7 separate regions of the Mus musculus genome follow, and regions 1, 2, 3, 5, 6 and 7 are each linked to region 4. Evidence: chromatin contacts called from public HiChIP or PLAC-seq, Micro-C and promoter capture Hi-C data. All regions are on one chromosome and are shown on one strand. Each heading gives the region's core, a stretch centred on a gene start, on an enhancer-like site or on the middle of the called end of the contact. The rest is flanking DNA. Distances are from core to core; before and after follow the strand shown. Region 1 has its middle 22 kb from the start of Fam241b. Region 2 has its middle 21 kb from the start of Mir7662. Region 3 overlaps Tspan15 (tetraspanin 15). Region 4 holds the start of Macroh2a2 (macroH2A.2 histone). Region 5 holds the start of Tacr2 (tachykinin receptor 2). Region 6 holds the start of Neurog3 (neurogenin 3). Region 7 holds the start of Tspan15 (tetraspanin 15).

The links. Promoter capture Hi-C pulls out the DNA fragments that hold promoters and counts their contacts. A called contact is a pair of places that touch in the nucleus more often than the background predicts. HiChIP or PLAC-seq counts read pairs in DNA pulled down with a chosen protein or histone mark.
Region 1: a contact with region 4 is called in a promoter capture Hi-C map of hippocampal neurons, with 2.5 times the contacts expected there. The contact joins the enhancer-like site here to the promoter of Macroh2a2 in region 4. A contact is called at or near these places in 15 of 39 promoter capture datasets (the 3T3-L1 cell line, 3T3-L1-derived adipocytes, the HPC-7 cell line and 7 more), 1 of 15 datasets of contacts at CTCF or cohesin (the NIH/3T3 cell line), 6 of 115 datasets of contacts at active chromatin or transcription factors (acute myeloid leukemia, astrocytes, craniofacial prominence and 2 more) and 1 of 9 other capture datasets (embryonic stem cells).
Region 2: a contact with region 4 is called in an H3K4me3 HiChIP or PLAC-seq map of forebrain, with 4 times the contacts expected there. The contact joins the enhancer-like site here to the promoter of Macroh2a2 in region 4. A contact is called at or near these places in 4 of 39 promoter capture datasets (cranial neural crest, embryonic stem cells, frontonasal cranial neural crest and 1 more), 3 of 115 datasets of contacts at active chromatin or transcription factors (differentiating embryonic stem cells, embryonic forebrain and forebrain) and 1 of 9 other capture datasets (embryonic stem cells).
Region 3: a contact with region 4 is called in a promoter capture Hi-C map of cranial neural crest. The contact joins the enhancer-like site here to the promoter of Macroh2a2 in region 4. A contact is called at or near these places in 13 of 39 promoter capture datasets (the 3T3-L1 cell line, 3T3-L1-derived adipocytes, the C10 cell line and 7 more), 8 of 115 datasets of contacts at active chromatin or transcription factors (SST interneurons, astrocytes, differentiating embryonic stem cells and 4 more) and 1 of 9 other capture datasets (embryonic stem cells).
Region 5: a contact with region 4 is called in an H3K4me3 HiChIP or PLAC-seq map of embryonic stem cells, with 4 times the contacts expected there. The contact joins the promoter of Tacr2 here to the promoter of Macroh2a2 in region 4. A contact is called at or near these places in 10 of 39 promoter capture datasets (the 3T3-L1 cell line, cranial neural crest, embryonic stem cells and 6 more) and 3 of 115 datasets of contacts at active chromatin or transcription factors (acute myeloid leukemia, astrocytes and embryonic stem cells).
Region 6: a Micro-C map of embryonic stem cells shows a contact between it and region 4, with 2.7 times the contacts expected there. The contact joins the promoter of Neurog3 here to the promoter of Macroh2a2 in region 4. A contact is called at or near these places in 13 of 39 promoter capture datasets (the 3T3-L1 cell line, the HPC-7 cell line, cranial neural crest and 8 more), 4 of 484 Hi-C or Micro-C datasets (all in embryonic stem cells), 7 of 115 datasets of contacts at active chromatin or transcription factors (acute myeloid leukemia, embryonic stem cells and forebrain) and 1 of 9 other capture datasets (liver).
Region 7: a contact with region 4 is called in an H3K27ac HiChIP or PLAC-seq map of embryonic stem cells, with 7 read pairs. The contact joins the promoter of Tspan15 here to the promoter of Macroh2a2 in region 4. A contact is called at or near these places in 10 of 39 promoter capture datasets (the 3T3-L1 cell line, cranial neural crest, embryonic stem cells and 6 more), 1 of 484 Hi-C or Micro-C datasets (embryonic stem cells) and 5 of 115 datasets of contacts at active chromatin or transcription factors (astrocytes and embryonic stem cells).

Annotation. Positions count from the first base shown.
Region 1 is chr10:62,087,425-62,090,490 of GRCm38.p6, reverse strand. No RefSeq gene overlaps it. Among named protein-coding and RNA genes, the nearest start is that of Fam241b, 22 kb to the left of the region's middle. Within about 2 kb of position 1,265, at least 12 of the 459 cell types and tissues checked have an H3K27ac peak or open chromatin away from gene starts, as enhancers often do. A contact at or near this core is called in hippocampal neurons, where this site is marked.
Region 2 is chr10:62,171,900-62,175,371 of GRCm38.p6, reverse strand. No RefSeq gene overlaps it. Among named protein-coding and RNA genes, the nearest start is that of Mir7662, 21 kb to the left of the region's middle. Within about 2 kb of position 2,166, at least 29 of the 459 cell types and tissues checked have an H3K27ac peak or open chromatin away from gene starts, as enhancers often do.
Region 3 is chr10:62,188,685-62,191,899 of GRCm38.p6, reverse strand. It overlaps Tspan15 (tetraspanin 15), which reads left to right. Exons shown (of 8, transcript NM_197996.2): 5 at 316-432; 6 at 2,039-2,086; 7 at 3,141-3,215. Among named protein-coding and RNA genes, the nearest start is that of Mir7662, 3.9 kb to the left of the region's middle. Within about 2 kb of position 1,754, at least 30 of the 459 cell types and tissues checked have an H3K27ac peak or open chromatin away from gene starts, as enhancers often do.
Region 4 is chr10:61,782,302-61,785,586 of GRCm38.p6, reverse strand. Macroh2a2 (macroH2A.2 histone) reads left to right here and starts at 1,723. Exons shown (of 9, transcript NM_207000.2): 1 at 1,723-1,804. It overlaps Gm2137 (basic proline-rich protein), which reads right to left. Exons shown (of 3, transcript XM_006514419.2): 2 at 1,954-2,436; 3 at 765-1,485. The coding sequence ends at 1,315.
Region 5 is chr10:62,250,552-62,253,747 of GRCm38.p6, reverse strand. Tacr2 (tachykinin receptor 2) reads right to left here and starts at 1,310. Exons shown (of 5, transcript NM_009314.4): 1 at 539-1,310. The coding sequence starts at 930.
Region 6 is chr10:62,131,323-62,134,756 of GRCm38.p6, reverse strand. Neurog3 (neurogenin 3) reads right to left here and starts at 1,667. Exons shown (of 2, transcript NM_009719.6): 1 at 1,430-1,667; 2 at 1-1,295. The coding sequence starts at 1,294. The coding sequence ends at 650.
Region 7 is chr10:62,229,643-62,232,887 of GRCm38.p6, reverse strand. It overlaps Tspan15 (tetraspanin 15), which reads left to right and starts at 1,670. Exons shown (of 8, transcript NM_197996.2): 1 at 1,670-1,868. The coding sequence starts at 1,773.

The sequences.
Region 1 (3,066 bases), core at 16-2,515, 310 kb before region 4:
TGTAGTTTAATCCCGAAGAAACCGTCAGGCTTGCCAACCAGCCTGAGGCAAGGCCACATAAGTGCCAAGCTGCCACAGGAACCTCACGTGCAGTTCTCGGGCAAGTTTCTCTCAATGGCAACATTACCACAAGTTGAGCTCAACAATCCTATGCAAGGCGAACCAATATATCCTGTCTTTAGCAAACAATAGCAAGGCGGAGCAAACCAAACCAAGGCTCAGTGCTTTCCCACTGTCTGTGGGGTCATATTTATACTCTTTCATCAAGAGTCTTTTCACGTATCTGCTACATCCAAACATCCTTTCACCTGCATCTGCTTCAGGAAATAGTCTTTCCCATGTCTGTTCTTCAAAACATCCTTTCTCCTGTGTCTGCTTCAGGAGAGCATACAGTCTTTCCCCTGTGTCTGCTTTAGCAAGACATCCTTTCCCCTGTGTGTCCCAGTGAAACATTTCACATAACTGACTTTCCAGAGAACTAGAATCTTATATTGTCCTGCACTGCCAAAATTTAATTCCTTATGTAAAACAAACAGGCACTTCTGTGTGTACATTTTCTTTCATCTTTAATAAATATTAAAATGACATGCATTTGAAGAATTGTTTTAAGATATTTTTATAACTCCTTATCAGCAGATGTTTGAATGACTTGTATTATATATTATATACCTATATGTTCTATTTGTATTATATGCTACATGCCCAGTGTGGGAAATCCCTGCTAGTTAAAGTTGAAGTCTACCATTGTCCAGATAGCCTTCTGGGTTCAATGCATATTTAATTTTTTACTAACAGGGCTCCCTTCTCTGACCTTAGCCCCCACATGCCTCTACCTGCAGGATGTCACAAAGCCTTGGTTCAGATTACAGGTTCAACTTCCTTCCCCCATAAGAACCCATTCAGCTAGGGTCTGAGATTCCTGAAATGCTTCCCAGTGCTAATGAGGCATCTCAGAATCTTAAGCCTTCAGCCCATCCTGGATACCCCTACTTTTCTATCCCCCAAACTATATAAGCTTTGAATCACCCCCAAATAAAGTTGATCTGACTCCTAACAGCTGGTCCTGGCATCGCCATTACTGTATGTACTCACGGGGCTTCCAAACCCACCCTATCCAGGAAGGGAATCATGAGAGGAAAGAGTTTAAGATGCCCTGATGGGAGTGGTGGGCGGTCGCTGGAATTGGCAGTGCTGGGCTGTGGGAGGGCGGCTGCTGCTGGGCTGTGGCTGGGCTGTGGGAGGGAGGCTGCTGCTGGGCTGTGGCTGCCTCTGTGAAATCAGCTAGAGCAGAGATCGATTGCTCAGAGATCTATTGCTCAGATCCATCAGGTTAGCCTAGGATCTTCAGATGGGATCTCTCAGCCTGGTGCGGCCCTGAAGTTCAGGGAAGAATGACTACCAAGCCACCATTCTGATCCCCTGTGCTTTGTACCCCGGGGCAGGAAACAGATGAAGGAGAGGAACAAGCCAGAGCTAACGGAGAGACGGGAAAGGGCTGGGAAACAGACTCAAAGGGAGGAAGGGGACCCATGGAGGACACACAGATATACCAGCAGCTCAGCCTGGAGCTCTGGATCCAACTGACTGAGCTCCGTAGCTCTGAGAGCCAGGAGAGTCCCTGGGCCCTTCAGTTCTCATGGATTCTAAAGGAAATGGTAAACACAGCTCTGTGGCTCACTCCTGTAATCCTAGAACCCGGGAAGCTGGGGCAGAAGGATCAGGAGTCAAGGCTAGCCTGCACAGCAAGTTCTGGACTAGCCTGTGCTACATAGGGAGACTCTGTTTTTCTAAAAGACAGAATTAAAAGCTCAGTGAATGTGCCCTGGGATGACTCCAAGGAAAAACACCAGGCACACCATTCAAACCTTCAAAGAGCCCAGCCTTGGCTCGTGCCATGACTCATGGTTACTCCTGATTCCATGGAAGAGCAGAGCCTCCACACTTATATAAAGTCATCGGGGCAGCAAGATACCCTGTTGGGCTCAGCTCGTGCCAAGCTCCTGAGGGCTCCTTGAAACTTCCGACCTGGTTTAACAGTACTGCCTGGGTCTTCTGCCTGTCCTTGGATCATGGACCTTTGCAGACATAACCCAGGAGAGCAAACAATGGGTTTTCTGGTCGGGGAGAACCTTCTTTTTAACCAGGAGGGTCATAGGGAGGGCTAGGGATTCAGAAAAGACCAAGTCATGTGACCCACCAGGATCCCAGAACCAAGCCATCATGGAGGACGCTCACCAGGGCCTTGGCATGCCCAGCTTGCCTCAGAAGCTCTGCGTAGGGACCTTGGAGTTCACACCAGAAGTTTGGAGACCCTTTTAGATATAGGATGGGCAGGCTTGGGTGGAAGCCTGTACTTGGGTTCTGACTATCCTCTCAGCAGCCCAGACCCTGGGAACACTCCAGTGTGACTGTCCCCTTTACTCTGCCCCTGTGTCTGGTACCTAAGCCATTTCTCTTCCATGTACATATCCAGCATCCATAGGGCGTGTCTTTCCCGGTTTTCATTGCCATTCTGTGAGCATGCCCGAGATGGCAGATGCCTCTTCCTGAGCTCCACCACAGGGCATAGGGGCCAGGAGAAGCTGATGGTTGTTGCATCAGATCATCGGGAGCCATGAGGACTAAGTCATAACTGCTGACCCAGGCTGTACTGTTATACCAGGTCAGAAGTTTCAAGGAGCTCTCAGGAGCTTGGCACCAGCTGAGCCCAACAGGATCTCTTGCTGCCCCAATGGTGTTATACAGGTGTAGAGGCTCTGCTCTTCCATGGAATCAGGAGTAACCATGAGTCATGGCACGGGCCAAGGCTGGGCTCTTTGAAGGTTTGAATGGCGTGCCTGGTATTTTTTCTTGGAGTCTTCAGACTAAGCCAGGACTCTTCTTGTAAGATGTCAAAAGACAGGAGAGGATTCGACCAGCCTGGGAAGAAAAGATGCTTGGTGTTAAATACAGGATTGCTGGGCTGAGCTCATAGCTAGGTTGGGTAGAATGCTTGCCCAGCATGCATGAAGCCCTGGGCCCCCATCTTCTGCAGTGCACAAGCTTAGTGTGGTGCTGTGTGCCTGA
Region 2 (3,472 bases), core at 917-3,416, 390 kb before region 4:
TGTCCCAAGGAAGGTCAAGGTGGCTGGAGCAGAAGAGGTAGGTCACCTGAGACCCACGGCTAGGAAGCAGAGAGCAACGCATAGCCGTGCTCAGCTAGGCTCTGCGCAATATAGCAAGCCCTTTGCAGACTGGGTCATCCCTCAAAGCCTCATTTTCTCTTTTTTTAATTCAGTGTGGGACTCCAGTTCACCAATCGATGCCGCCTATATCCACTGTGGATCTGTCCTCCTCAGTATAACCTCTCTGGAAACGATAGTCATCCGGAGTGTGTCTCCATGGTGATTCAAAACCCAGTCAAGTTGACAGTGATTAACTCTCTGGATGCCCATCTCCCCCAAACAGCATTTGTCCTTTGTAATCTCTCCTGCTTCTTAAGCATCCCAGAATTCCCACCGTGCTCCACCACACGCACCCAAATTTGGTGGTGGCATCTTCGGGGGCTGCACTTAAAATCAAATCCTTCTCTTCTTGACCAAAGGGGCTTCCAGAAGTCTCAGAATCTAGTCACTCAACTCCAGCCCTGTCGGGGCCACACTCAGGCTGGGAATACTGGTAGGACAGAGTGGAAGAGGTGCTTTGTCAGGGAAGACAGCCTGCAGCTGCCCCACTGGGAGGCTGGGAGGCCTGAATAGCGTCACAGAGCGCTGGGCCTTGGTTTGCTGAATGGGGGCTTGGCCCCTCCCTGGCGGTGGCCCGGAATAGATAGATGACATTTTCATTGCAAGTTAACAAGGGAAGAAATCCAATTACCTCACAAAGGGGCTCCTGAAGGGGCCTTGCAGAAAGAGGGAGGGGAGGGGAAGAGGAAAAGAAGGGAACCTGGTGACTCTGTGTGTGTGTGTGTGTGTGTGTGTGTGTGTGTGTGTGTGAGTGTGTGTGTGAGTGTGTGTGTGTGTGTGTGTGTGTGTGTGTGTGTAAGAGAGAGAAAGAGACAGAGAGACAAAGACAGAGAGAGACAGATTGAGAGAGTCAGAGAGAGAGAGAAAGCTTGTGTGTGTGTGTAAGAGAGAGAGAGAGAGAGAGAGAGAGAGAGAGAGAGAGACCAACCAACCGAAAGACGGACAGGCAGGCAGGCAGGCAGACAGTAAAAAAGCCCCTCTAGGGACTTGGGGACCTGTATGTAGGCCGGAAGGAACTTATGCCATTGGCCAGAGCTCCAGGCCCCAAGCCCCTTCTTACAGAGAACCTGACTTGGAGAACCAAGACTCCAGGCTGCTGAGGGCAGCTCCTCACAACCCTCTGTCCCCACGAGGCCAGCCCCCAGCTCCTCACGTCTGCCCTTTGCCTTTTCACTCTGTTGAAAGTCTACTATTTAAATTTGATATACAAGATAAAATAAGGAGACGAGGTAGAAGGCTCAGCGGCTAGACGCACTTGCTGCTATCCTAGTAGCCTGAGTCCCATCGCAGGACCAGGACCTACAGGATAGGGGAGAAGAAGCTGTCCTTTGATCTCCACATGTGTGAGCAAACACCACACACACACACACACACACACACACACACACACACTCTAAATTAACTAATTAAATGTAATAAAGGTTTTTTTTTTAAGTTAGAAATTAGAAATTAGGGGGGGGAAAGTAGAAAATAATTCTAAAAAGAGATAATTTGAATTACCCAACACTTGGAAGCCTCAGCAGGTGTTGGGGTGGTCAGGACCTGCGTGGAATCTGGGTGGTTAGCAAACCCGGGCATCTCCTGAACCTCAGCCTTTAAAGGCTCAAATAGCTGCAATCAAGCAAGCTGCCCACGCTTCCTTCCACCTCCCCAGGGCAACGGGTGTCTCCTAGCTCAGGGTTGCTTTTAACTTTGTTTATTCGAGGCTAAGTGCATAAGAGGGAACTGGGAGTTCAAGGTGTTGTTTAGTGGATCTACTTCATGCTCCAGGCTTCAAGGAAGTGGGAGGGTGGGTAGAGGAGGCAGAGAAAGACTGACAGTCTCAGAGGTCAGGCAAGCCCAGCCCCCTCCCCAGCTTTCCCTCCCTTGGGAGGAAGGGCTGCAGACCCCCTTAGGAGGAAATTAGCTCCGGCTTCCTCAGGCCCAGCCAGAGCAAATCGGCCTTCAAAAGCTCCGAGTCTGCAGGCCACACAGCGAGCCCCTTTGTGGCTCGTCAGCACATCCCTCTCCCCTGCCAGAACACGTCTGTCCAAAGAAGACTCTTGCAGGACACGGGGCTGAGACAGAAGGCTTGGGTGAGGGAGGGTGGCTGGCTGTCAGGATTTTTAACTGTTGGGCCAGTGCCCTCTCCAAATCAGCACATTGTATCTTCATCTACTATGTAGAGGGTTTTGGGGGGCACTGTGGTCCACAAAGTGCTTAGTCCCCAAGGATGGAACAACTCTGACCCCCACCACCTGGGGCATTCAGGCAAAGAGTGGAATGGGCGGGACTTGTGGGAGCCAAGCTCAGATCAAGCCACACCCACCAGAACAAGGACAGTTTAGGGACCTCTCTGGGCTTTGGTCTCTCTCTGTCTCTCTCTCTCTGTCTCTGTCTCTCTGTCTCTGTCTCTGTCTCTCTCTCTCTCTCTCACACACACACACACACACACGTTACCCTTGCTCTCATAATGGTCAAGGAGGGAAGTCTGGTCCCTAGTAATTCTCAGAGGGTCTCCAGTTAGCTTCTTAGGGAGGAGAAAGAGTTGGAAGACTAAGAGAATGGTGTGGGGCTGAAGCAGTCAGGAAACATGGAGTTTTCACACACACACACACACACACACACACACACACACACACAAAATCGGCAAATAATGACAGCAGCAGCCACCGCTCCCTAGACACCCTCTTGCCACCTTTCCTGGTGCTCCACTGCAGTGGGCCAAAGGGTTCTAACTTGGCTCAGAACCCTGATCCACTGTGGCTGGCTGCGCCCAGCATTTTCTGACTCCCTGCCCACAGCTAGTCCTTTGACTCTGAGGAAGCCTCTCCCTTGGTTAGTCGTTAGACTTAGACTTAGTTCTCTCCCTCCCCGTCTCCCTCTCTTTCTCCCTCCCCCTTCCCTTGTCCCCCTTCCCCTCCCCTTTCCCCTCCCCCACTCTCTTGTTCTCTCCTTTCTTCTTTTGCTTTTCCTTGTGTGTGTTTTGATGGCACATCATGAGGGTGACTCTAACTAGCAGATCTCCCGGCCCTCTTCCCCAGTGCTGAGATTCAATGCATGCGCCAAGGCCAGCTAACTCAGCTTTCTTGACTTCCAGGGACCCGGTGGTTGCCTCTTCCTTGTTCTACTGTTTGGTGTTCTCTTCACTGTGGGACGCAGGTTCCTGACAGGGAATCTGCTCAGGATTTCTACAGTTAAAGGGACCTCTCCAAACCTAAGTCTTTTGTTGGCAACGGTGATGCTGAAAATCAGAGCCAGAGTCTTGGATAAGGAGAATAAGTGCCCCTACCATGATCCACATCCCTAGTCCAGCCCTGAATCTTAGTGCAGAAATCTCCTGCTTATCATTCATTCCTTTTAGAAGAATTGC
Region 3 (3,215 bases), core at 505-3,004, 410 kb before region 4:
GAGAAGGTGCAGACCAGTTGCCAGGGACAGACATCCCTCCCAGAGTCTAGTCACCACCTGGTGTCCAACTGAAGTGTCCAGCCTTACTATGTAAGCTCTCCAGAGTGGAGAGCTCACCCCCTTCTTCATGGCCATGCCGCTCTTGATAGCTCTGACGTAATAAAGTATGGCCTCATGGGGCCCTGGTGCCCCCACTCTGGTACCTCCATCCCCACCTCCACCCCGGACATACACACCTCCTCAGCCACTGCTTCCCGCTGTATGACCCTGACCTTGGCAGTGATCACAGCTCTTCCTTGGTGCTTTTCCCCTCAGTTCAAGTGCTGTGGCGGGGAGGACTACAGAGACTGGAGCAAAAACCAGTACCATGACTGCAGCGCCCCCGGGCCCCTGGCCTGCGGGGTGCCCTACACCTGCTGCATCAGGAACACGGTAACTGCATGGGTGCTGGATGTGAGGGTCACCCAGTTTGCCAAACACTGCTCTCACTCTGCCCAAGTGGAGCAGGCAGTGGGAGTGGGTGGGACGTGGTGGCCGGGGCTGAGCTTGCCTTAGACCAGGGGCCCTAGCAATGGGAGATGAGTGGGCAGCTTCCTCTGGGAGTGTGTCAGTGAGCGTGTGCGTGTGTGGGCCTGGCCCAGGCGCTTTGGTTGTAGTTACTTGGTTCTTACAACAGCTTTGGAGGGTCTCAATTGGGGTAGTGTTGCTTTAGCCACTTAGGGGGACTTGCCCAAGGTTGGCAGGGCTCTTCCCAGCAACAGAGAGCCAGAGTGCCCGGCAGGTGCAGCAGGCTCTACCCAGTCACTGGAGGCAGAGTACAGTGCAGGTGCTGTGAGCACTGGCAGCAGAGCCCTGGGCAGCGGCATGCGGTAATGTAAATGCCAGCCTCCACTTTCCCCAGTGGGAGCCTCTCAGCTGTCACCTCCCAGTCATCTGGGATGCTGAGCTGTGAGGTCACCGCCTGTCAGCCCTGATGTGTGACAAGTATGTCAGGAACTGCCCAGTTTTGAGACTGGAGCAGAAAAGCCTGGCAATTACGACACACACGCGCACACACTCATAACACACACCACACACACACATCACACAAACATAACACACACACACCACACACACACATAACATAGCACACACACACCACACATACAACACACACACACACAACACACAACACAGCGCACACAACACAGCACACACACCATACATACACCATTCATATACATATTTACTCTCCTGGAAAGTCTCTTGTTGATGGTTTCAACAGCTGTGCCTACCACCCCAGCCTGTAACCATGAAAATGGGGTACACGTGGGTAGGGCCTCACCCAGAGTCTGGAACATCACCAAGTGAAGGTGCCCTGTGAGAGCTGGGGTCCTCTGCTGCTCCCCTCCCTTGTCACTGCAGGGACCCAGGCTGGATCCGGGCTGGGCCTGAGGTTCTACCTCTCCCCTGTGGCTGAGGTTGGGACCAAGCAGGGCCCACGCAGTGGTGGGCATTGTCCTGGGGCCTACCTGGGAAGGAATTTGATGGGGGCTAGAGCCCAGTCATTGCGTCTCCAGGGATAAAAGCTCTGGAGAGCGGCCCTTCTTTCAGAGAGGAACTTCTGTGGCTCTTTGATGGTGAAGCCAGCTTTGAAGGGGCAGGGGAGCGTGGCCAGTGACCCAACCTTGCCCTCAGGTAAACCACAGCTGGCAGGGGCCCAGTTGTGGTTTGAGCAGTTCCTCTCTGAGAGCCAGTAAAATGGGAACAGCATGGCTCAGCCACGGGGAGCCATGGGGGTGCCTCCGGCTAAGAGCTTAGACTGCTGCTGGTGGAGGGGTGACCCTCACATGAACCCCCAGGGAGGGGGCCTACCCATGGTTCTTCACTGGGGCATTTCCTGGAGGTGGTCACTAAGATACAGGCTGGAGCCTGATCCTGGTGGCAGGAGATCTCAGCTCCATCTGTACCCGCCAGACTGTATACCCAGCCCTTGGCTCTTCTGTGAGCCCTTCAGATTACAGCCTATAGAATCGTGACCGATGTGTTTCTGTTTCAGACAGATGTTGTCAACACCATGTGTGGCTACAAAACAATCGACAAGGAGGTAACAGCCTGGAAAACCTTTGTCCCCAGAAATGGTGCTCCCTTTGTTCCCAGATGGTGCTCCTCTTGTCCCCAGAAATGGTGCTCCCTTTGTTCCCAGATGGTGCTCCTCTTGTCCCCAGAAGTGGTGCTCCCTTTGTTCCCAGATGGTGCTCCCTTTGTCCTACTCCTCAGCTAATAGAGGGTTTCTAGCAGAGGGCTCCTGGCTACTCAGATTTCCCAGCTCTCCTTGGCTGTCACTCACAGAAGGACCCAGGGAGCCAGGGGAGGTCATCTGGCCAGGTTTGCTGAGTCCCTGCTCCAGGCAGGCTTAGCTGAGTGAGATATCGTGTCCAGGGCTCCTCCCATGCTGCCTGCCCAGCCCTGCAGTTTGTTGACAGCTCACACTGGTACTACCTGCCTGGGACTCAGGAATTCCTGGGGAAGAGAAAGTCCTTGGGTGGCTCCCAGCCTCGGCTTTCTGGACAAGTCTATGTAGCCCCGTTTGACCTGCAATTGCTATGTAGACTAGGCTGCCTCAAACTCACAGAGATTCCCCTGCCTCTGCCTCCTGAGTGAGCACTAGGATTAAAGGTGGGAATCACTGTGCCCAGTCTTTTTTCTTTCTTCTTTTAATAACCCAGTGGGTCCGATTAGTCCTACTCATGTGTTCAAGAGGGTAGCGCCATCCACAAATGGCGTTGTCTTTAATAATTTGTACATGGAACAAAGTTTCAAATGATGATGTTTTTAATAATTTGTACATGAAACAGTTTCATGGCAAGGGATTGTCCACTCGTGGGAGGAGAATGTAACATAGTAATTCTAGAAGCTTCACTGTACATTAAAACCATGTAGGGTTTCCCTCCACATATACCTGGAGTAGGCTTTTGGCTCAGGTAACAGTGCGCAGCCCTGGGTGGCATCTGGGAGGCATGCAGGCACACTCTGCCAGTTCCCAGCAGTTCTCACCACCAGAGCACTACCACAGTGTCCCCAGTGCCATCTCGGGAGCAGCACTAGAGAACCCAGGGCCACCTTCCCATGCCGCTGATCCTCTCCCTCCTCCCGCACAGCGCCTGAATGCACAGAACATCATTCACGTGCGGGGCTGCACCAACGCCGTGTTGATATGGTTCATGGACAACTAT
Region 4 (3,285 bases), core at 474-2,973:
CCACATATATCACTTTTAATAGAAATTATAGAGAATGTGACTATTATGTGCCAATGAATAATTCACTACATTTCTGTGAAGTTGGCTGATTGGGGCCAGGGAGCAATGGTCAAGTTCTCCTACAAGGTGCTAGAACTATCCTGAATGCTGGCCTGAAGTTTTTTTTTTGTTTTTTGATTTTTTTTTTGTTTGTTTGTTTTTTACTTTTACTAAGAAAGATGGGCACTCCCTCTAGGAATGTGCAGAAATGCCACCAAGAGACATCTCAGGCGGCCATTTGAAATCCTTTAAACACACATCTCTGCAAAGAGGTGGGCTTCTGGCCTGGCAAAGACTTCCAAAACAATAGACAGGAGGGTCATCCCCAGAGAGCATCAAGGGCTTCTGCAGGAGCCTCAGGGCTGGCTGTCCTCTCTCTCATACTGTGGGGTCCCCATTATGGGAGATACGTTTACAGCAGAATGAACCATGCATGGTTTGCAGGGAGAGCAAAAGACATGGCTGGTTCTCAGCAAAACACTCAAGCTTAAAATACACATTCTCAATGGAAAGCACTGGTCTATAAATGCCAGCGGCCCGCCTGATAAAATGGCGAGGGTGGTTGAGTAGCTAACTTCTCTCCACCCAGGCAATCACAGGTCTTCGGTGACCCCCAAAGTCCCCCACTGTGTACATAGATACAAGTACAGTTAGTTTGTGGCAGCGAGCACACATACAAAAGGTCACGGGTTTGGGCAAAGTCCATTCGCTCAATGCTAAAGATCTCGGCTTCACATTTTTTATTTTTTATTTTTTATTTTTTTTTTGCAGAAATCAAAAGGTTTCCTCCCAGAGTCCTCTGATTCATGCAGGAAAAAATCTGAGGCACCATGGACCGTCCATTCAACTGAATGCTTACGGTGACTGGCCCTAGAGCCATGTGCCCTTGACAGGGTTCACAGTACAAAAGACAACGTGGTTTTTCATCAGGGACCAAACAACTACACGCGCCCAGTGTCACCTGATACTGTCCACTGCACCGCCATCACAATGAATTTTCCAGAAACTAATACAAAAAATTGCTTCTTTAGACACTCTCTTTGTGCTTAACCTCAATAACCGTCGGGAGATGGCAAATTAACGCAATCCAATTTTTAAATGATGCCGGGGCACATGGTCTTCATCCACCAGGAAGCACATCTGGATCTCCATCACTACTAGCGAATCACCAGAATAAATTCTCGGTTCCTTCGGCGCCGTGCGCGACACAGTAACGTGTTTGGTAATTTCAGATCAGGGCTGCATCCAACGTGGCTTGCTTTTTTTTTTTTTCGTTCACCTTCTCATCCCGTAATGGGCAGATGAACGCCCACACCTCTTTCGCCCAGCAAAGGTGGGTCGAGCTATCTGGAGCCTGTGGCTGGTGACCACAAGGCCTCCGTGCCGGGCTCTAGGGAAGCGGTGTCCTCGCAGCCGACAGCTCCGCGAACTGGCCCTGTGGTTCCACTGCAGAAGGACAATAGCTCATCAAGCCCCACGAAAGCCCCCGGACCCGTCGCGGAGCCTGGGCTGGCGGGGGATGAGGCTGAGCGACTCCTCCTAGAGGTGGTTATGTGGAGAAGGAGCAATCCCTTCTCCCTCCTCCTCCTCCCCCCGCTACTATCCGCGGCCCGGAGAACTGCCGCTTGCCGCCATTGACACGCACAGATACAACCCCAAGAAAGGCAGGGTCCTGCCCAGCACCGGCGGCACGCGGGCCGAACCTGCGGCCGGGATTGGCGCGCACTAGGCCACCGGGCGCCCGGAGCCCGCGGTGCAGCACCAGGTGAGCCCGCCATGCCCATGGCATCATTGTTTCGGGGGGCGCCGGGGGTCTGGAAACAAAACCCTCTTGTCCGGGCAGTGCAGGGGCCGAAGGGAGCCACGGCGCCTCCCCGCTGCAGCCCTGAGGGCGCACCCCGGTCACCGACCCACCTCTGCCACAGAAATTAATAAATCGATCTGCCCAACTTGCTTCCTCGGGAGATAAAAGGGGGGTTTGCCGAAGACGCCGCGCGATGCCCGCCGCTGGCGAGGGGCCGGGGCACCCTGGGCCAAGCAGGGAGGATGCCGAAATGCGGGGTCCCGCGGCCAGGCTGGCGGTGCCGGGAGCCCTGGATGCGGAGCTCGGGGAGCGGGGGAGGGAGGAGGGAGGCGCCCGGGCGCCGAGGGAACCGGGAGGGGGACGCTGGCTCGCAAGGGCCGAGGGCGCGCGACCAGGGCCTCCGGGGTGCCGAGCTGGGCGCGGGGCTGACAATGGAGGAGGACGCAGAGACGCCGGGGCGGCGCGGGCGCGGAGCCGGGATGCTGCGGGAGCCGCGGGCGGAGGAGGACTTGAGGCCGAGCACTCCCCTCGGGTTCCCTTTCCGGGGCGATCGGTGCTTCCACCGGCAAATGGCGGCCCCTGAGCGGCTCGCCCTACCGGTCCCAGCTGCTTAATTTGCGCGGGAAAATAACAAAAATAATAGTAACAATATCAAGAAGAGGGGGATCAAAGTCAAGTCAGGGAAAGGCGGCAGCCGCTGCCGCGGGTAGAAATCAGCCCTGCCTCCCCGGTTGCCAGAGCGCCATCCAGGTGCACCGCTTTCCAGCCCCGCTAGCCTAGGATGGCTCCCCAGAGTGGCTTTCCACGCCTTTCCTCATGGGGGCGCCCTTAGCTCCTGCCCTCTTTGTTCCTCTCAACAATGGCCAAAGGGGCATCGAACCCCACCCCCGCCACCAAACGCCAATTGAACCTCCTTCTTCACGAGTTCAGCATTACTGATGGTGCCTGGGCTTCAAATGAGCCACGGGTGGGCCTGATTTAGGCCTGGCCATTACTGCAGCGTTTGGGCCGTGGTTCTCTTGGGATGAGGAAAGTGGGAAAGGGGCCAGTGAAAAAAACCAAAGAGTGGACGCACTCATTGGGAACTGGGCTCAGGTTGCCCAGACTGGAGCAACTGAAGCAGTTCTCCAGGTGAGCTGGCTTCAGGGGAAATCACAGCAAGAAGCCATACACCCCAGGAGGCCCCAGGCGCGATCAATCCTATGGAGAACAGCAGCCCTGGTTCAGCGTCTGTTTATGTTGAAATAAAACTGTTCAGTGGGGGGTTGGGGGGGAGAGAAAACCTTATTCAGAGTAAAATGTCTTTGCTTTTAACGTCTCAAAACAAATTAAACTGTGCCTAGTCCCCAGCCCGCTCCTTCTGCCAGAGTGAAAGCGGTTCCTTTCACCACAGAGAGAACTCTCACAAGTAAATGCTCAGAACTCCAGGACCCGTAGACGGT
Region 5 (3,196 bases), core at 61-2,560, 470 kb before region 4:
CCTGTCCCCCCTGTACTTCTTGTGTCTTTGCCTCACCCCATCTTATTGCCTCTCTGTCCGATCCTGCTCCCCCTCCCCTTAGCCCAGCCCTGCCTGTCCCGGAAGTTCCCACAAAAGAAGGTGATCTTCCTTCACCCCATCTTCAGCCCACTCCTTAAAGATCACTGTTGGTGACCCCCCCCCCTTTTTCCTGGCTGGAATCATAAAAAAAAAAAAGCATTGTTATAACTTAGATGCAACACTCTAACTTCATGTAACATTCCACCTCTTTCTATATACAAAAGCAACATGGGCAAATTTCCTCATACGATGAGAGCAAGATGAGAAGACCCACACTTCAAAAGTCTCTGGGAGCATTTTCCTTTCCAGCCTCGATTGAGCAAGCTCCTAGGGGGAAGCCATTCTGTGTCTAATCTGACGCTCCCTGCTTTGGCTCCACATCCCTCTGTCTTCTTGCTATGAACCAAAACTGCTACACAGTTCCCTGGGATGTTCCCCCATCAAGACACCCGTCCCCTTCCCCGACGCCCGCTCTTGCCTGTCAGCGGCGATGGCGGTCATGGAGTAGATGCTGACGAACATGGCTGTGACAGGAAAGAGGTTCTGGAAGTAGCAGAAGGTGCTGCCGAAGTACCAGATGTTGTGACTGGCATAGATGAAGTTGAAGGTGGCATTGAAGGCCGCCATGCAGAGGTCTGCCAAGGCCAGGTTGATGATGAAATAGTTGGTGACCGTGCGCATTCTCTCATGGGCCAGAATGATCCAGATGACTGTGGCGTTGCCTGTTACAGCCACCAGCACCAGGGCCAGGTAGGCTGTGGCCCATAGCGCCAGCTGCCAGCCAGGCATAGAGAAGGCTGTAACGCCTGTTGCGTTACTCTCAAGGCCAGACAAGATGTTGGTGTCGGTAACGCTGGCGTGGGCCCCCATGGCTGATCCTGGGCCTGGAACACAGGGTCTGGCCCTGCAGTTCCGTCTAGAATCACCACAGAAGAGAAATCCTCTTGGGTGTGTAGATTTACGGGGGCGAGGACGATTGGAAAGCAGACACGTGTAGCCAGGGGACCACGCCTACAGCTCAAGCAGAAATGAGTCAGGCTGAGCAGAAAGCAAGGTCCCAGGCAGACTGTTCAAGCATCTCGTGGAGATGGAGAACTCAAATTCCAGTCTCAGAGCAGGAGGCATCCTGATAACACGTTGGTTGGTTGGTTCCGATCTTTCACACCAAAATCAAAAGGCTGAGAGTCAGAGAAAATATGTGTCCAGCAACGGGCATTCAGGAAGTTGGTGACAAGCCAGAATCGGAATTCAGATCTCTCTTAAGGCTACTCAGGGTACATCCCAGATGAGAGATGTGCACAGTGTGGCAAGTACGTGAGTCCTATAAGTCCACTGTGCAGTCTACAAGCTCTGCAGTGCAGGCTCCCAATGCTGCCAGCCCTCGGCCGCTGCTCCCAGCTCCTCCCTGAAAGGCAGGCAAGGGCCTTGGCAGAGGTGCTGCCTGCTCCCGCCCTCCTTCCACCCCCTGCTTGGATGGCTGGGCCTTGTCTCTTGAAAGATTTAGGACCTGCTGGGAAGCAGGGAGAGACCTTGGGGAGCGAGGCACAGTGTGGGTGGGGGTGGCCTAGAGGGTATGAACCTCAGTATTTGCGTATTTGCATTCTGTCCGGCAGGGAGCTTCACGTACTGGCATTTGCATTTGGGAACGAGGGACTCGGGCTGGCTTGGGAACCCTGGGGAAGCCATTCACTCTGCGTGAAAAAGAAAGTCTCAGTGTTCAGAAATACCTTGGGGTACGAGGGTGATTTGTTGGGGTGTGGGATAAGTGATGAGGGCTGGGTTCTGGGCCTCAGGTGTTACCTCTTACCTGCTGTCTGACTAGACAATCCTTCCTGGCCATTTCTCACCTCAAGCCTCCGCTTCCTTGGGTATAAAATGAGAAATTGTGTTTGGAGCCGGGTGGTGGTGGCTCATGCCTTTAATCCCAGCACTTGGGAGGCAGAGGCAGGCGGATTTCTGAGTTCGAGGCCAGCCTGGTCTACAAAGTGAGTTCCAGGACAGCCAGGGCTACAGAGAATTCTGTCTCAAAAAAACCAAAGAGAGAGAGAGAGACAGAGAGAGAGAGAGAGAGAGAGAGAGAGAGAGAGAGAGAGAGAGAGAGAGAGAGAAATTGCGTTTGGACAAATGGTGTTCAAATCTCTTTCCCTCCCCACCCCGCCTTTCTGTCTCATGTAGCCCAGGCTGACTTCAAATTTGCCATTGGATCAGGATTACCTTAACTTCTGATCCTCCAAATGCTGGGGTTTGAGCCGCTCAGCCTAGTTTAAGCAGTGCTGGAGACTGGTGTGAGCCGGGCAGGCACTCTATGAACTGAGCTACACCCCTAGTTCTGAGCCCTGTAATGGGGAAAAGACACTGGTGCACTCTAAGATACAAACAGTGCTAAGCCACACACCCTAAGGCCCTTTTCTTTCATTCTCTTGGGGTTTTTTTGTTTGTTTTGTTTTGTTTTGTTTTGTTTTGTTTTGTTTTGTGACAGGGTTTCTCTGTGTAGCTCTGGCTGTTCTGGAACTTTCTCTATAGACCAGGCTGGCCTCAAACTCTGATCCACCTGCCTCTGCCACCCCAGGGATGGAATTATAAATGTAAAACACTGCCGCCCAGATCAAAACAGTTCTTATTGTGACTTTTCTGAGCTCAGCAATACCCTGATATCTGTCATTTGGTGCCCTAGCTACACTGATGTGCAATGTCTGGGATGGAGGATCCAGTTCTTGACTTTGAAGAAGAGGTCCTTCCGGGCCTCCTTTTCTTTCCTGGGATGAGCTAGAGCGATCTGAAACTCCTGAGCCTAATATGGACCTGGCCACCTCTTTGCCAGACCACGAAGGCCTGCTTCCTCTGTTGGATGGGCCACCACGTTTTGACGTTGGTCTCTCACCCAGAGGGTCTCTGTCTTTGATGACTTGGTGGCAGCAGCTGTGTCCAATCAACCCTGTTTGTTTCTGTCCCATGCTTGTTTGGCCTCTATCCTAGAGGCAAAGTATGCAGCAGTAAGAATGGAAGCTATTTTCTCCTTGCTAGCCTGCTCTCTTGCATTCAAACAGCTGCACTTGATTGAACTTTGGGCCACAGCCCCAGTGTAGAGTTGGGGGTGCCTGAGAGAGTGTCACCAGCTTCGGAAGCCCAGAATAGC
Region 6 (3,434 bases), core at 418-2,917, 350 kb before region 4:
CAAACAGTGCTTCAGGAACCGTCCCTGCAACTCACACTTTAGACACGGGAGACAAGTTGGAGAGATGCTCTAGCCATAGGCTAGGGCTTTCCGGTTCACAGCCTGGTCTCCCTTGGGGGAAGGGTAACGACTTGAAAAGTGCAGAAGAAGGCAGATCACCTTCGTGGACTAAGGCAGAATGGAGAAGCTCAGAAACCCTGCATGTAGCGGGCAGTAAAGACGACGAACATCATCTATGGGCCAAGAGCTGGATGGAGGAGCCAGTGAGGTAAGACGCAACACTGGATTAGGTCACCCTGGAAAAAGTGATGGATGGTCGGAGGCCGGCAGATTTGAATGAGGGCAGACTCACCAGGAAGTATGGGAGTCTCCAACTAGGTAGTGCTACCATTCTCAAATGCTTGGAGCGAGAGTTTGATGTGGCTGCACCGAGGAGAGTTAAGAGAAGAGCAGCCCCCAATGTCTGCTGTGCGCAGCAGCAAGGGTACCGATGAGAAGCCTAGTTAAGCCCTGTGAGAGGGCTAGGGATCCAAGTAGTGAAAGCCAGAAGAGGCGAGATGCTTGAGAGCCTCCACTACCTCCCACTCCAGACGGCTCTGGTCCCCTCCCTTTCCACTAGCACCCACCACCCAGAGCCAGACAGGTCTCTTCACAAGAAGTCTGAGAACACCAGTGCTCCCGGGAGCAGATAGGATGGGGAGCTGGGCACCTGCAGGCCAGGGAATTCCTCCAATGAGGCCGTGGGGCTCAGGTTACCCGCTTGGGAGACTGGGGAGTAGATAGAGCCCCAGTCCCCGTTGGAGCCACCTCCGGGGCTCCCCAGCTCTCCACAGGGCACAGGGGGCTCCGGGCCATAGAAGCTGTGGTCCGCTATGCGCAGCGTCTGAGTCAGTGCCCAGATGTAGTTGTGGGCGAAGCGCAGGGTCTCGATCTTTGTAAGTTTGGCGTCATCCGGGAAGGTGGGCAGGACACCGCGCAGCGCATCCAGCGCCGAGTTGAGGTTGTGCATGCGATTGCGCTCCCGATCATTGGCCTTCTTGCGCCGGCTTCTTCGCTGTTTGCTGAGTGCCAACTCGCTCTTGGGCCTGTTGCGCCCTCCGCGTCGGGCGCGGAGCTTCCTCGAGGTCCCTCGGCAGTCACCCACTTCTGCTTCGGAGCAGTCCCTAGGTATGAGAGTGGGGCTAGGTGGGGTGGAATTGGAACTGAGCACTTCGTGGTCCGAGGCTCCGGGAAAAGGTTGTTGTGTCTCTGGGGACACTTGGATGGTGAGCGCATCCAAGGGATGAGGCGCCATCCTGCGGTTGGGAAAAAATGGAAGGTGTGTGTGTGCCAGCCTCTGACTTAGAGGTCACTGCACGGGGGACCAGAGTATCCCCCACACACACCCCGCGCGCCCCTCATCCACCCTTTGGAGTTTCCGAATTGTTACCTAGTTCTCCCGACTCAAAAGAATAGAGAGCAGCAGGTCAGTCAGTGACAAGCAGCAGTGGATAGGGTCAGTGTCAAGCAGCAGTGGATAGCTGAGCCTCTCTGCTCCCTCTGAAGTTCTGCTAAACTGCAGGCGCCCTCGCCTGGAGTAAATTGCGTCTGGAAGTCGTAGAAAAGCTCCGAGGAGGTACTCGACCACTGCTGCAGTGATGAGACCCAGAGGGATTTCTGAGCTGCATGCAAGTCGTGTGTCCCCTGGCACGCTTTATCTGCTCTGCCCCCGGCCAGGAGCGTGCCTGCCGGGCTGCTGCCTGCACCACGGGCCAATCAGCGGAGGGGGCCCAGGGGCTGCGCCACGCGAGCCCGCTCCTCCCCCCACAACCCCCACCCGCAGAGCACAGCTGGATTCCGGACAAAGGGCAGGGGTCGGGGGAGGGGAGCAGCACTCTGTTTGTTCCCCCACTCCACGCCTCCCCCGTCGCGGGCTCAGTCCCAGCAACTCTCGGTTCCTCAAAGAGCCTCGCCCAGCCAGAAGAGTCCCGTCCGGCCGCTGGGGAGAGCTTTGCCTTTTCCTCTTTCTTTTTGGCATGTGTCCAGACCCTTTCTTGGTAGCATGAAGGAGGTTTGGGGGTGCCTATATATATATAAGGAAGGCCTCTTCTTTGAGTATTACACATGGGGTCTTTTGGCTCAGAGAGGGAAACGGCTTGTCTAAATGAACCAGCGATCAAGGAGTCAAGTGTCTTCTTGGCTGGCAGCTGGGAGGAGCGCCCATTAGTTCAAAGTGCTATCCAGCTCTCCGCCACTATGGGTTGGGTCAGGAAATGTGTGTGCAACCATGTTTCACAGACTGACTCCATCCTGGGAAAGAGGACAGAGTGACCAGAGACGGTCCCTGCTCAAGTCCTTTCTACTCAGAAACTATTGCTTGGCCAGGTTCAATATCACCTTGGGATCCAACCCTCCAGCCCCCAGACCAGACCTTGAAAACCCCCACCATAGTCCTCATCCGAGACATTGGGTTCTATTCCGGAGGCGAGGGTGGTTGTAGAGAGAGTGCAGAGGGGGCATCTCATCACGCCCCGCCCCACTATGGATGCTATCGGGAAGGCCTGACCCGAGAGGCAGGTGATAGGGAAAGGTCAAGGAGGGACTTGTTCTCTGCTAGCCTTTTTTGTCTTTTCAATGCCTCCGTGTGCAGGCCCTGGGAGAAAAGCAGATCTACTTTCTGCCCCCTTTAGTGCCCCTGTCCAATCACAGACCAGAGAGGACTAGCAGCTTCACCTAGTCCTACTCCTTCCCGCCCCCTCCCTCCCCATCACTCCTGAACTGTGGGTGAGCCCAGGGCAGGGAGACTTCTAGTTTGTCCCTCTTAAGAGGTTATCTTAAGCTATCTGGAAATCTTTCCTGTGAGCCTTAAGACATTGTCCTTTCTTCCCTGCAGACCCGCCCTTCTTGTCCCTGACACCCCGTGGTCTTCTGTTTCCGGTCACTCAGGGTGAGGGGTTGTGGCTTCCGCTGATCTCTCTCTCTCTCTCTCTCTCTCTCTCTCTCTCTCTCTCCTGCCCTCCCTCCCTCCCTCCCCCCCCCCCCAGCTTTCTAGTCAGGATGTGCATGGGAGGAAGCTATGGCTGGGAGTTAAAGATTCTTGGCAGTAACTCTAAGCTTTCTAGTACGTTCTCTAACTCCGAAGCTCCTGGATATTGTAGAAGGGACCATACCCTGGCTGGGAGGCTGAAGGCGTAGAGTCAGGGTCGGGGTAGGTGTGTGACTTGACTCTATGATGACCACTGGCCGCCTGGGCTGCAAGGAAGAGGAGGGAGCACTACAAAATCCCCTGGGCAGAGGATGGCTTGCTTGGCACTCAGCAGGAGGGGAGGTGGTAGGATTGGGTGGGGGCATAACACTATCCCTAAAATGATCGAGAGTGAGGAGGGAATTCCTTCCCTACTGCAGAGAAATTGAATCTGCAGGCAAGGGTAGACCTTCCTGTGAACTGGGTCCTC
Region 7 (3,245 bases), core at 421-2,920, 450 kb before region 4:
ACAGATGTGTGCCCCTCACCCCCCCCCCCCAAGGATCTAGCCTTGTGCGCTGCCTCTATGTGAAGGAGCACCTCTGTAAACTCTAGGATACTTTATCCAGTCTATGCTTAATTAATGTGTGTGTGCTTCATAATGAGATGTTTCTAAAAACAAAACAAAAAGTACAGTCCCTGAGAGATGGCTCAGGCTCACGAGGGCTTCCTGTTCTTGCAGAAGACCTACGTACGGTTCCTAGTACCCACGTCTGTTGGCGTACCACTCACTACCTATAACTTCAGCTTCAAGAAATCCAACATCTCCTTTGGATGCAAGAGCACCCACAGACTCAATGACATTCAGACAGTCTCTCTCTCTCTCTCTCTCTCTCTCTCTCTCTCTCTCTCTAAGTAGAAATACCAGGATTAGCACCTGACCTGCCCACCTCCTGAACACTCCCCCCCTCTCAGCCCAGGGAACTTGTCTACAGGTGCCATTTCCAGATTCACCACCAGAACTTTCAGAGCTTTTGACTAGCAGCTATGCATTTAATTACCGATTGTCACAAACACAGACTGTCTGGTTCTCAGGCTCTGCACAGAGTCAGGCTAGGCCGGAGACAGGAAAACAACAGAAGACAGCTGGGAACATTTACCAAGGAAAAACGATTCATAGCTACCTGTGGCCCAGCCCACCAAGGGAAGGCTGGAGGGAGGTCAGACCCTGGCTGAGTGAGTGAGTAGTGACTAGGTTTGTAGAAGGTCCTAGAAGAGGATTTTCTGGGAGAAGAACTTTTTTTTTTGGGAGCAGAGTTGGAGGGCAAAAGGGAATTTCCATGGTCAGCTGGTTGACGAGCCTGGGGCAGATCTGTCTCCGGAAGTCTGCTGCTCCAATGGAACACCCTGGACTGGTGACCTTCCAGGATGTGACCATCACTCTTACACACTCACTTGCTGTTTTTGTTTTGTGTTTTATTCAGACTGAGTGTCACACAGCCTTGGCTGGCCTGAAACTTGCTATGTAGACCAGGCTGCCCTCAAACTCAGGGATCCACTTGCTTCTGTCTCCTGAATGCAAGGTATCAAAGGTGTGCGCTAGGATGTAACTGCAACAACAACACACTTGGTATTTTGTTTTGTTTTGTTTTGCTTGTTTGTTTGTTTGTTTGTTTTCGAGACAGGATCTCACTGAGTAGCTCTGGATGTCCTGGAACTCACAGTGCAGACCAGATTACTCACATAGATCCGCCTGTCTCTGCCTCCTCCTAACTGTCTCCACTGTCGCTGTCCTTTCTCGCAGTATTCAATCACACCCGTGGAAAGCCAGCCTTATTTTTGACGGTACTTAGGAACTCAGGCTCTTAGGCAGTCCTCTATCACTGAACTACAGTGCGAGCACCCTGTTTTCTAATACAGAACTGGGCACGCTCGCCCTTACTCCTGCGCCTCTCCAGGCCACACGCTCCCACGCTGAGATACAAATCGAGGACAGGATCTATGCACAGGAGCGCTCCTTTTTTGAGTCTCGCCCCCTTCTCTCACCCGGTCCACTGTAGCCTAAGCCACGCCCCTAGAATAGAAACAACGCCCCGACAGCGCGACACGCCCCCGACACGCCCCTTCGCGTCCATTGGCTGCCCGCATTGTCCGCTCCCTGGCCCGAGCGGTGATTGCGGCGCGCCTGAGTCAGTCCAGGGAGAGAGCGCGGGTGGCGGGCCAGGCCGCGGGACAGCCGCAGGTGGGGCCTGGAGCGGTGGCCGGATCGAGGCAGCCCCGCAGCCCCGCGCGGGAGCCAAGATGCCTCGCGGGGACTCGGAGCAGGTGCGCTACTGCGCGCGCTTCTCCTATCTTTGGCTCAAGTTCTCTCTCATCATCTACTCCACCGTGTTCTGGGTGAGTGATGGAGCCCGTGGAGCCGGGGTCGGGGTGGGGTATGGGACGGTCCACACTCCTTCGATGGCCCCCTAACACTCGACCCAGGCTTGGGTTCAGCTTCAGCCACTCAGAGAGGCCGCCGGGAGTGCGGGAGGGCTTCTCGCACCACTTCCCTGGGAACCGGGATACCTTGGCGGCCCCAGCTCTGCTCGGTTCCAGCAGCCCAGTCAGTCCTCAGCGTTCGAGCCCTGTTGCCCACAGGACGCCACTTTGTTCACCTATGCTGCTGAGCTCCTACCTAATGGGGTCCGGCTCGCCAGCCGAGTCTGCTGTGCATCCTCTGGCTGCTGTGTAGGGCGCGGGTACGTTGTTGACTGCGCCCACCACGCCTTCAGGGTGTGACTCTCCACAGCCTGGCCAAAGGTGGGCAGCTTTTGTGCTTGTGGCCACCTGGATTCCAAGTCTGGCCCCTGTTGCTACTTGCCTGTGCCTTTCCTCTGACCAAGATGTTTCTCTTGGGCATCTTGCTTTCTTCCTTGTTGGAAGGAAATGCTTTCTTGTTGGAGTGCGGCATTCCACTTGACAACCCGGCGGCTCCTGGATGGTGTTGCTATTTTCATGAGGTCTGGCATTGCCCATAGAGGATCAGGATGGCATTGGTTGCGCACAACCAGGCTTTGAATACTACCCGCCACTTCCTAGCTGAATGGTCTGGAAAGTTCCTTCATTTCTCTGACCATAGTTTTCTCATCTGTAGTTGGAGACAGTAGTTATTAAACACTTGGATGGTTGTGGAAGTAAAATAACGCAGGCCAAGATGAGGCCACAGAGAGCTAAAAAAAAGGGGGGAGATAGTAATAATATAATTATTATATTATAATTATAAAAACATTAACAATAAATAATAATTATTAGTATTTATTGTTATTGCTATTGTTTTTTGGGTTTTTTTTAGAGACAGGGCCTCTGTATGTAACTGCCTCTGTCACCCAAGTGCTGGCATTAAAGGCACCTATTATTATTGTTGTAGTTATTGTTGTGACAGGGTCTTACTATAGCTTAGTCTAGCTGGTGGTGGTGTATATGTGTGTGTGTGTGTTTGCTTATTTGTTTTGAGACAGCATCTTATGCATTTCTGGTTGATTTAGAACTCACTAAATAGTCCAGGCTAATCTTGAACTCAGTAATCCTCCTGCCTTAGCCTTCCAAGTATTGGAGTTACAGTTGTAAGACACCATGTCTGGCACCATTAATGTTATTATGGGCAAGAATCTTTGCCTGTGAATGGTATAAGCTAAAAGGTCCCCAGGGACATTTCCCCCCACAGGGTCTCATGTCATCTAGGCTGGTCCCAAACTCACTGTGTAGCTGACAATGACCTTGAACATTGGATCC